3 separate regions of the Mus musculus genome follow, and regions 2 and 3 are each linked to region 1. Evidence: chromatin contacts called from public Hi-C and HiChIP or PLAC-seq data. All regions are on one chromosome and are shown on one strand. Each heading gives the region's core, a stretch centred on a gene start, on an enhancer-like site or on the middle of the called end of the contact. The rest is flanking DNA. Distances are from core to core; before and after follow the strand shown. Region 1 overlaps Mef2c (myocyte enhancer factor 2C). Region 2 has its middle 210 kb from the start of Gm24295. Region 3 has its middle 8.9 kb from the start of Gm24295.

Region 1 (3,178 bases), core at 572-3,071:
AACACTGTCCAAATTAACTGTAACAGATAATTTGGGGTTTGACATATTTTCCTAGCTATAATTTAGCAACTTTTCTTGATGTTTTATTATAGAAGACTAATTTGTATTCAAATTCGGTGCAAATTTCTTAAACAACGACTTTGTAGTTGGCACTTGTTTTGGGGATGTTTCATTTGTTTTATTTTCATTTTGCCTCAAGATACTTGTTAATTTTTACCATGATCCAGTTGCAAGATTGAACCTTGCGAGTTTTTATATATTCAGCCTATTCATTTATTCATGAAACAAAGCAGGTAAATGAATTGGATATGAAGAATAAGTGTGTTTTGGACCACATGACCCAAATATATTTTAATTCAGAGAGTCCCCAGTGGGACAGTTTGGGAAGAAAGGAGCCAACGTGGGGTAGAAGGAACAAGAGAAGGTGAATATATTGAAGTGCATTGTGTAAGTGTGCGAGCATGTCATAATGAAACCATGACTTCATACAATTAGTATTGGCATAGCAAAACATTTCTGTAAGTATCTCTTTGAAACATGCTTGTGCGTTCCCCTCCCAACTCCTTGTTTTCTTTCTGAAGCTATTGCCATAGACTCAAGAAAGATCCATACACATAGGCTTTTCCAAGACCACCCTTTCCAGTGTTGCAGATGTCTAACCATTCAGGGACCAGTTTCTATCACTGTTCTGAAACTGGGTAGTCTCTACTTCTAACATATCATCATAAAATTGGAAGTCCCCACTGACCATCTTCTCCAAAGAGCACCTACGAAGAGAACCCTGTTTTCACTGGCTCCTTTGTAAGCAGATCCCTCCCAGTTTTCTTAAAGATGCTGGGTAAAATCCTCCCTCAGCCTGCCTCTTACCCAGTTACCGAAGTCAGCTGCCTAACTTACCTCTTCTTCTCATTTGTTGAAATACACATTAGTTCCTACCTCTTCCTAAACTTGCATTAGGTAATCTCTTCTCCCATAGATATTGAATAACATATAATCTATATTATTCTACAACCGTTTTGCCCTTGGTTTTTTTTTTTTTGTTTGTACATGTTCCATAAGTGTGCATTGCTTAACTGCAAAGAAATCTCAGAGCCCTCCAAGGCTGCCTTTGCCTTCCTGCTGAGAAGCACATGGTCTCCTTCTTCTAAGAGTAATAGATAGTTGTGTTTTATAATGATGGTAATAATGAATATAACAATAAAATTAACCATCTCCTTTAATGGTACTTGGAAGACGACTGGCTAGTTTTCTAGGAAGCATTATTGAATCCAGCAGTGGGTTTCTCCTATTATCCCTCAGGAAACCAACAGATAGCTTCCCAGGTTGGCTCCTACTCCACTTCAAGATGCCTTTCCAACCAACGCCTCAGCTGCTCCTATCAGTGAGGGTAGTGCGTTTTAAAAGTGGAAAACAGAGGCTTTCAAATACCTACTTTGTTAGTAGGAGGCTAAATATCAGATTCTGGAAGAGCCTTAATTCTTAGCGATTAGTGAACTCTCCCTGTGTCTGAATGAGTCAGCACTTGCCTGGAGGCACCATGGTTTCAGTGCCTGAGGACTGCCACTTTTGAAGATTCTCAGGAGCAGGAAGTGTGCAAGGCTTCAGGCCATGTGCTGAACTTGGTGAGGAGAGTAAACTTGAAGTAAGAAAGGCCATGGAGAGAGAGTATTCACTTAGAGTGGAGAAGACTGAAGAGCAAAATGTACGTGCAGTTTTTCCTCCTCCTGCCCGCCCGCCCTAGAAATTACAGCCTTGGTGCCTTGCCCCTTCTTCATCTGAGGACACACAGACACACAGAATCAAACCCAAACCAAAGAACTGGAAGAGTGAGTCACTCCAGCCAGCCTCTGCCAAACTCGTCAATTAAGTGCAGGATCAGTTATGCACTTTTCTTAGATCCTGAACTGGCTGTCTGAATCTCTTCCGGAGGGTGGAGGAGGGGGAGAAAATAATAATAATAATAACAAATGATGATAATAATAATAAATTTTAAAAACATATGATATGCAGATTTCTGATCAAGTTAAAGATTTGCTTTCTTCTTATAAAAATAAAAAGTTTGTAATATCCTTTTGGAGGTATATGAAACAATTAACTGGCAAGCTGCCTTTCCCACAGAAGTTAAATCAGTCAGCCTTCATGTGTTGATTTGTATGACTCACAGCTAGGCGTATCCTTTTATCTTCATATGAGCTGTTCTTTAAAAACATGCACACGCCTCGATTTCTCCCTGAGTTTTGTCATCTCTTGTGTTAACAGGGAATGGATACGGCAACCCCCGGAACTCACCAGGCCTGCTGGTCTCACCTGGTAACCTGAACAAGAATATACAAGCCAAATCTCCTCCCCCTATGAATCTAGGAATGAATAATCGTAAGCCAGATCTCCGCGTTCTTATCCCACCTGGCAGCAAGAACACGATGCCATCAGTGGTAATGCACAGCTCTGTTCTTAATACATGTTGATGATATCTTATCTGTATCTACTAATTGTCTAGATAGGAATTTCTTAGGACATCCCAGACGATTAACACTGACTGAGGATGTTTTAATCGTATTGATGGGGTTGTAGTCACTGATTTTGCATTTTCCTTTCCTATATTAAAAAATTCCAATAAACCCTTCTTCTGGATAGTCTTTCTAGAATAAGAAAAAACATTCCTTCGTAAGACTGTCCGTTTATACTTAGAAAAATAATTCTAACCCTGATCAAATCATATTCCATAGGAATTCCATACTTATGTGGGGTATTTCATGAGAGAATTTTTACATTATTGAGCTACTTATGTTCTCAGAATGCTGACTGACAGTGAAAAATACTTTCACTGATTCCTCAATGAGGTTTCTTACATTAATTGGGAATACTTTCTTACATATCACTTCTTTAATATCTAATATATCATATGCCTTTGCATTGTCTCAGTTAATCTTTGCCTATTGTAGTTTATGAAAATATCTAACTCTCAGAACCCAAGAAATTTTGAGAACCAATGTTACATTTTAAACCAAAATAAGTAGTAGAAGCTTTTAAGTGAAAATATAGACATATGAAATGTAAACTTAAGCATATATAAAATCTCATGCTGTATCATTTTCTTGCTCTGAGACTTGTGCATAAGATGAAAAGAATATTGTGGTATCAAGCCCAAAAACAAAGATAGGTAGTAGGTAGGTACAAT
Region 2 (3,179 bases), core at 616-3,115, 1.4 Mb before region 1:
TGGGCAAAAAGAAAGCAGGATCATTTGGAGATGATATAGACATAGGGAATATGAGCTATAAGCTCACTACTAACCTCCTCCAGACTCTGGAATGACTATACTCAGACAAAGAAAAACACGTGGATGGACAGCTGCACCATTGATGTATATCATTTAGACTACTTTCCAGGAACACCCTGCCAACCTGGTACACCAAATATGAGTTCAGCCCTTGAGATATGCTTTATTCTTTGACCCATAGAAACCTTCAGTCGATGGAAAGGCATAAGCAGGACTCCATACTCTACCTACTGTAAAATTTTCTATTGATAACTGTGGCTTAAAACTTCTCAACACTATGCTCTATTTAAAGCCCTTTCATGGCTAATTCTCCTTGTATCTGGATCATTTCTCCTATCTCTTATAGCTGGGACATAGCTTGAGAGTGTAGGGCTTTCCATGGTGCCCCTTCTACTCTAAATTGTTCCTTAACATTCCTCTCAAAGAAATGCCCTCTCTTGCAGCTAGGCTAGTAGTTGTGAGCAACACTATGTTAGCATTGCCTCTCTTGAGGATTTAACTATCATAGGTAATGAAGATGTGAAGAGTGAATCCTTTCCCAAATTATAGCACAAAAATTTATTCATATTTCTCTTTATTTTCTGAGTTAGTAGATTATGTAGATGTAATAGATTCAAATTGTTTGTTTAGCCACTTTTAGCAGTAGAAAGCCTTTCTTCATAAAAGTCCATGTGGGATTTTGAGGTTCAAGTTAGCTGTAAAGAATTGGGGCACTATGTCTTCATTTTCTTCTCCAGGTTGTGTCTCTAGATTATTTCTGTCCCATACAAAGATAAAAGCCAGGATATCACGGGCCCAGGAGTCTGCCTATATAGAGAAGCTACTAAGTCCCTAAAGCAAAATTAGAACAATACAGTGTTGATTTATTAAATTGTAGAAAGAGATTACACTGCCTTTTATCATTTCAACACTGGACTCTGAGCTATTGTTTAGGTAACATGACTTAAATCTTGGATTGATTTTGGCTTTTTCAGTGAGTAGATTTCCTTTAAACCAGAGATTCAGTGGGAAATTATTTGTCAGTAGGAAGGAAATCCTTTCTTGGTCATGTTTGAGGAGAGTTCCCATAGTGACGTAGTGACCGAGTGTGCTTCCTTTCTGCCTTCATATCTTTATTTCTCCCAAGGAAAAACAAATATCTAAGCAAATCTTTAAGAAAACCCATCAAGCTCCAGAGGTTCAAGTTTTCAGAGGTCGGAGCTGATGCTCCTTGAACTGTGTGGTTCAGGCTCTCCTGAGTCTGGTGTTCAGCTTACACCTTTCCCAGGTGGTGGTCCCCTCTGCTTTTTCTCAGCACCATCAGCCATCTTGTGCTCAAGGTCATTTGAATCACACAGTTAACCTGATACTTTTGTATTTTCCAAAATATCATAAATAGTTTCCACCTCCAGTTTTTTTAGAAGGGGAAAAAATCTGGCTTCAGTTGTTAATTTCCTCTGTTCTGTCAAGATTAGGCTAGTAGTTCTGAGTAATTCTGGCTCATTTTCTCAAGGGACTAGGCCTGAAATAATCCAATGTTTATTTTTATACAATTTCTCACAGTACTACAACATTGCAGTGACTTCCTGGGATGTTTCTAGTTTTTCGCAGGCCAAGAGGCCATTCTCAGAGGTAGCTCCTTCATGTAAACCTAAAAATGGCACTTTCCCACATTATAGTTATCAGGAAGTTTAAAGTTCACTGGCCCTCATCTCTTTTCTTTTCTGTCACAGGGAGAGGAAAAAATATGGGGCAGTTCCAGCTTCCAGCCAGTCATTCCACAGCAAGACTTTGAAACCTGGGAAAGAAGAGGGAGGCTGCAGTGTATCTTGGCTGGGAGATGGCTGGACTGGGAAACAGGACTCTCTGTCATTCCCTGTGTCAGTCTTGGAGTGACCCTGACCTCTTCCCAGCATTCCTGACCCCACCTCTAACTTGGAGGAGATGTTGATCATCATGTAACTCTGAGAGCACTCTCTTAGTCATGAGACAGCAATAAAAAAAATAAAACAAATTGGTTTTGGAAGGCTGGATTTATCTCCATAATTGGGCCTGAACCTGTCTTCTCAATTTGTATTGAACAACTCATAGTTCAATGCTCCTGATTTAAGGCCAGATGGTGGACTCACTGTCCCTCAGCACAATGTTGGGCATTCTCTATGTCCTTCCTGAGTACGTGCTGCTGTTTCTGCTGGAACGTCAGTTCACAGCCAGTTCTTTAGTCCACTCTTCATCTGAAATCATCTGACTTTCCCATAATATTCCACATGGATGTAATATCTTGCTAGTATGTTTCTGGCATTATTATAACTTTTTTCTGTTTTGTATTTTACATTTCTCCTAACACAGAGTAAGTACATGAATACATTCAAGCATCTACCTGAATTATGTCTAGATCAAGTGCTTAGTAGTTCAAGTTTGAGTTTAATGGCTTCATGAACCTCCATGGACACTCTCATGTATTTTGAAATTTTATCTAAAAATGTGTGTGTGTGTGTTGTGAGTATTCAGGTGCACAAAGTAGGCAATAAAAATATGTTTGAAACAGTCTAGAGCATTAAACTTGATCCTAGAAGGCAAAAATTGCAAATTTGTGTTCAGGTCCAGAGCTATATTAAGTTTATTGTTTCATAACCAGTCCAGTCTATTTCAGTGTATTGTTTTCTGCACAAGGTCTCCTTGTAACCATGCATCAGAATAGACTGTTGCCAGAATCTTAAAGTGTCAGAGATGGAGTCTTGATTACTTGCTTCCTGCCCCAGGGATTCTTGCTGTTAGGATTGTCATTAAACAAAGCAGCCTCCCTGGCATTGTGTTCTGATAAACAATTTGCACCTTGGTAAACTGATTAATGGAATGAGTTTGTTTTGATAATTGATCCTTGACTTGTATTTTAAAGGACAGCAAAACCTTAAAGGATTTCTATATTTGTTATAGTTGTTTTCTTGGAATTTGAGAAGAATTTAGAAATTCTATTTTAAAAAGAACATCTAAAGGTACAAACTTTCAGTTATGGGATGGAAGAGTTTTGAAGGTCTCTGTACAACATGATGTCTAAAGTTAGCAATAACATATTAACATGTAAACTGTGTCAGAAGAATGTTTAAAGTGTTGTATCCCCAAATGGCTATTATATAGGG
Region 3 (3,486 bases), core at 605-3,104, 1.6 Mb before region 1:
AGATGGGCTAACTGAGGCAACAAAACAGACAAGCAAAATCAATCCTTAATGAAACATCACAACATATTGAATAAATATGAGAGAAATTAAATACAAATTTACAACGGCATCTATTTAAATTGGCAATTCTATTTGGGTGCCTGTTTGAGTTCCCACCATGCAGCATTTTGAGCCACTGTGTGCCTCTTTTCTCTGGGCAATTAAAATTATTCAGCATCAAAATCCTAGCTTGGGAACCAGAAAAGGGAATCTAAGAAGCATTCACTAACAGTGTGATTCAGAACAACTGCTTTTCCCTTTGGTCTATTCATGCATATTTCAATTGGCATTAATGTAAAGGACCAAGCAGGCTCTCTTCTACATGAAATCATTGTTCTCAACTTGGCAACCATCCTGGTGTTATATTCTAAATGGTCATTCTGGGATAGCAAATCAGCAATCCTCTGCCGATGGGCCTAACAAAGAGGAGATTGCTTGAGGCAGGTGTTGTTGGGAAGCCTAATTTTGTTGGCATTAAGTGACAATTCATATTTGCTGCACGGGGCAGTAAATTGCACTGTTTTAAAACAGGAAATCTGAGTTAAAAGCTGTGTAAAGCCATTATACTGTAGCCAGCACTCCAGGCTCTTCTAATTAGGTCATTTGGAAAGAGATGACCTTTTCGTTTCTGTGCCTCTTTGCTGGGACACATGTTTCTAATTATCATTTGTATTTTGCTTTGCTGAAGTTGTTGACAAGCTGAGTGCTTGTGTGTGTTGCTGCACTTGTGTGTTTGCATGCACACAGTTTGTGAGATCAGTGGTATTTTTGGGTTCTACTATTCTACATAAGGAAGATGAAAACAATGTGTACAGTAATGTTACTATCAGAGTGGCCAAAAGCCATATGTGCTTGAGTGAAGAAAACTCTGAGGGGGCATATCTCATGTCCCTGGTGTTTTAAGAAAAGTTCATACTAACTTTGTTTGAAGTTACTCTACTTATTCTGTTTGAAGCTGGCATGGAGGGAGAAATGAATTTTACTCTACATTATTACTAAAAAAAAATAGCTGCTGGTCATGTTTGAAACTCTGTCTATGATCCAAACCACAATTCTCCCAATGGTATTTTGAGGCTCAGTTGTCCTCCCACGTGCTGCTTTTGCAATGCGAGCAAATGCACACAAGTAGTTTCTCAGTGACCGCTACTTGCAAATTAACTAAAGCAATAAGGTCCAGCCCTACTATCTGGGGTTTGAAAATATCTTCTGTATTTTAGAGGACTGTTGCCCAACCAGTAAAACTACCCCCACAGTTGGTTCCCCAGCTGACATCCCTTTCTTTTGTGGGGAAAGTTTCTGAAAGTATCAGGTCTTCTTCTGAGACCATAAAGCCATAAAGCTGTCAAGCATCTGAGAAGGTTTCTTGCTTAGTCTGCCTCTGGCTATTTCATAGCTTAAACTCTCCTGGAATCTAATGGTCCACTTTTAAGAATCTTCCACCAGGGAGAGTTGACAAGGAAGGATGATAGTATCTAAATGTTTAATATATAAATTAGTCTGGCAGTTTGAAGAAAATGTATGGAAGATGACTTGAAGTTTATTATAAAATTGCTAATAATTTATTCAACTCAATTTTCCCTTAGACATTCTTTGGTGGGTAATGATGGCTCTCTAACAAAGTAGTTCTAAGTCTGGAAAAGGACTGGCAGTCATTACATGACAGAGGCTGGCGACAGGCCAAAGTACCCCGAGGCAGAGTTCTCGGCAGTGAAGCTTGGAACAGTGCCAGGGGAAGCTATCACCCGGGTGAAGTGCTTCTTGATTTGGTCAGTGTCTGAAGCTGCCTGTTTTCTTCTGTTGTTGAGGTCATCTTTCTCTGTATTCCTATTCTCAGTTGGCAGCTGTTTCATTGAGATGTTAACCAGTCAGGAGAGGTTCAAGTGTGACTGACAAAAAAAGGAGGCCATGTGAAGAGATCTTAGGGATGAGCCTGAGTCTAGCAAACGTGTCTCTTGTCAATTAAATAGCTTCACACAAACCTATTAGGAGGGGGTAAACGAACATACATGGCAGACCTTTAAATGTAAAACGGGACTGGAATAGAGCAAATTGTGAGCTACTGTGTTCTGAAATCTGTCCTTCTGCTTGCTATAGGGCAGAGAGGGTGTCAGGATACCAAGGAAGGCTTGCTCCTTCCTGAGAGTGACCCACTCATACTCTGAGAGGATGGGTTTAGAAACTTCCCCACTGTCTTGCACGACCTTCCTCTGACTATGAGGTCTTCTAGATGCTTCTTTCAGTCCCCTTTCCCTCTGCTTAACTAACTTTGTGTCCATAGAGTTCTGACCCCTCTTCTTGAATCCCTTGGCCGTCTCACTTTTATCTACATGGTCTCTGGTGAAATTTCTGACTACAGAACCCGCAACTTCCTAAACTCAGCAAACATGAGGCTGTACTTTATAAAACTTTGGAGGATTGAAAGTATTATAAGAGAATAGTTTGAAGAAAGCAAACTTCAACCTGATAAGAGTCCCACCAACCTTGACACCATCTGTGATGCTTATTGCAGAGAACCTAATTTTATCTGTTGCTACTTAGCTCCTTGCCCACTGAGACATTTCTGGGTATCATCTTCAGAAAGGAATTTCTTCCAATCAGTCCTTCGAAATCTAGGCCACTTCTTGCTGCCCTCCTTCTTAACATTTTTCTTTTTCTTTTTCCTTTTCTCTTTCTTCCTCTTCTCTTCTCTCCTCTCCTCTCCTCTCCTCTCCTCTCCTCTCCTCTCCTCTCCTCTCCTCTCCTCCCTCCCCTCCCCTCTCCTCCCCTCCCCTCCTCTCCATTCCTTTACTTTCCTTTTACTTTCCTTTTACTTTTCTTTCTGTTTTCTTTTGAGACAGAGTCTCACTACGCAGCTCTGGCTATTCTGGAATTTGCTCTATAGATCAAGCTGGATTTGAACTCACAGAGATGATATTTGCCTATTGCTGCCTCCCAGGTTGTGGGATTAAATGCATGTCCAGTTTCCTTTCTAATTTCTCACACCACTAAATAAATTGAATATAAAGTTAACATTCTAGTTTCTACAGAGATGCTGTTGTATGGAAATTGTCATTTGATCTTGAATTGAGAATTACTTATTTAGGAATAAGGTTATGGCTTTCATTAATAAGCTCCCCTACCACAAATCAGTAAAGTGACTATTGGCAAATAAGAAGCAACCCTAAAATTATATACTCCATTTACTTTTAGAACAGTTTTTTCAAACATGACACAATTGACTTTCTTGTGTTACATAGTCCTGTTCATTATTTAGCAGTGTCCCAGTAACAAATCTACTCCCACCATGACAAACTAAATGTCTCCATAGTTATCCAAATGTCCTTGGACTATAGACTCATCCTTGCTGAACTGTTGATTAGTAAGAGCAAGAAGTAAAAACTGGAGATAACTTCCAAAGTAGCATTCATCCATATAACTTCTATAGGGATGAATATCTGAGCTGGATAC

The links. HiChIP or PLAC-seq counts read pairs in DNA pulled down with a chosen protein or histone mark. A called contact is a pair of places that touch in the nucleus more often than the background predicts.
Region 2: a CTCF HiChIP or PLAC-seq map of large pre-B cells shows a contact between it and region 1, with 14 times the contacts expected there. The contact joins two enhancer-like sites. A contact is called at or near these places in 1 of 15 datasets of contacts at CTCF or cohesin (large pre-B cells), 2 of 484 Hi-C or Micro-C datasets (adipose-derived mesenchymal stem cells and ventricular fibroblasts) and 2 of 115 datasets of contacts at active chromatin or transcription factors (fibro-adipogenic progenitors and large pre-B cells).
Region 3: a Hi-C map of adipose-derived mesenchymal stem cells shows a contact between it and region 1, with 3 times the contacts expected there. The contact joins two enhancer-like sites. A contact is called at or near these places in 8 of 39 promoter capture datasets (the C10 cell line, cranial neural crest, frontonasal cranial neural crest and 4 more), 2 of 15 datasets of contacts at CTCF or cohesin (large pre-B cells and pro-B cells), 14 of 484 Hi-C or Micro-C datasets (adipose-derived mesenchymal stem cells, cardiomyocytes, cerebral cortex and 9 more), 2 of 115 datasets of contacts at active chromatin or transcription factors (embryonic forebrain and large pre-B cells) and 1 of 9 other capture datasets (embryonic stem cells).

What each region holds. Positions count from the first base shown.
Region 1 is chr13:83,650,555-83,653,732 of GRCm38.p6, forward strand. Mef2c (myocyte enhancer factor 2C) reads left to right here. Exons shown (of 11, transcript NM_001347575.1): 7 at 2,260-2,432. Gm52044 (a long non-coding RNA gene) reads right to left here. Exons shown (of 3, transcript XR_003950630.1): 3 at 1-3,178. Among named protein-coding and RNA genes, the nearest start is that of Gm52044, 10 kb to the right of the region's middle. Within about 2 kb of position 1,822, at least 46 of the 459 cell types and tissues checked have an H3K27ac peak or open chromatin away from gene starts, as enhancers often do. A contact at or near this core is called in adipose-derived mesenchymal stem cells and uterus, where this site is marked.
Region 2 is chr13:82,256,971-82,260,149 of GRCm38.p6, forward strand. No RefSeq gene overlaps it. Among named protein-coding and RNA genes, the nearest start is that of Gm24295, 210 kb to the left of the region's middle. Within about 2 kb of position 1,866, at least 11 of the 459 cell types and tissues checked have an H3K27ac peak or open chromatin away from gene starts, as enhancers often do.
Region 3 is chr13:82,057,902-82,061,387 of GRCm38.p6, forward strand. No RefSeq gene overlaps it. Among named protein-coding and RNA genes, the nearest start is that of Gm24295, 8.9 kb to the left of the region's middle. Within about 2 kb of position 1,855, at least 39 of the 459 cell types and tissues checked have an H3K27ac peak or open chromatin away from gene starts, as enhancers often do. A contact at or near this core is called in adipose-derived mesenchymal stem cells and uterus, where this site is marked.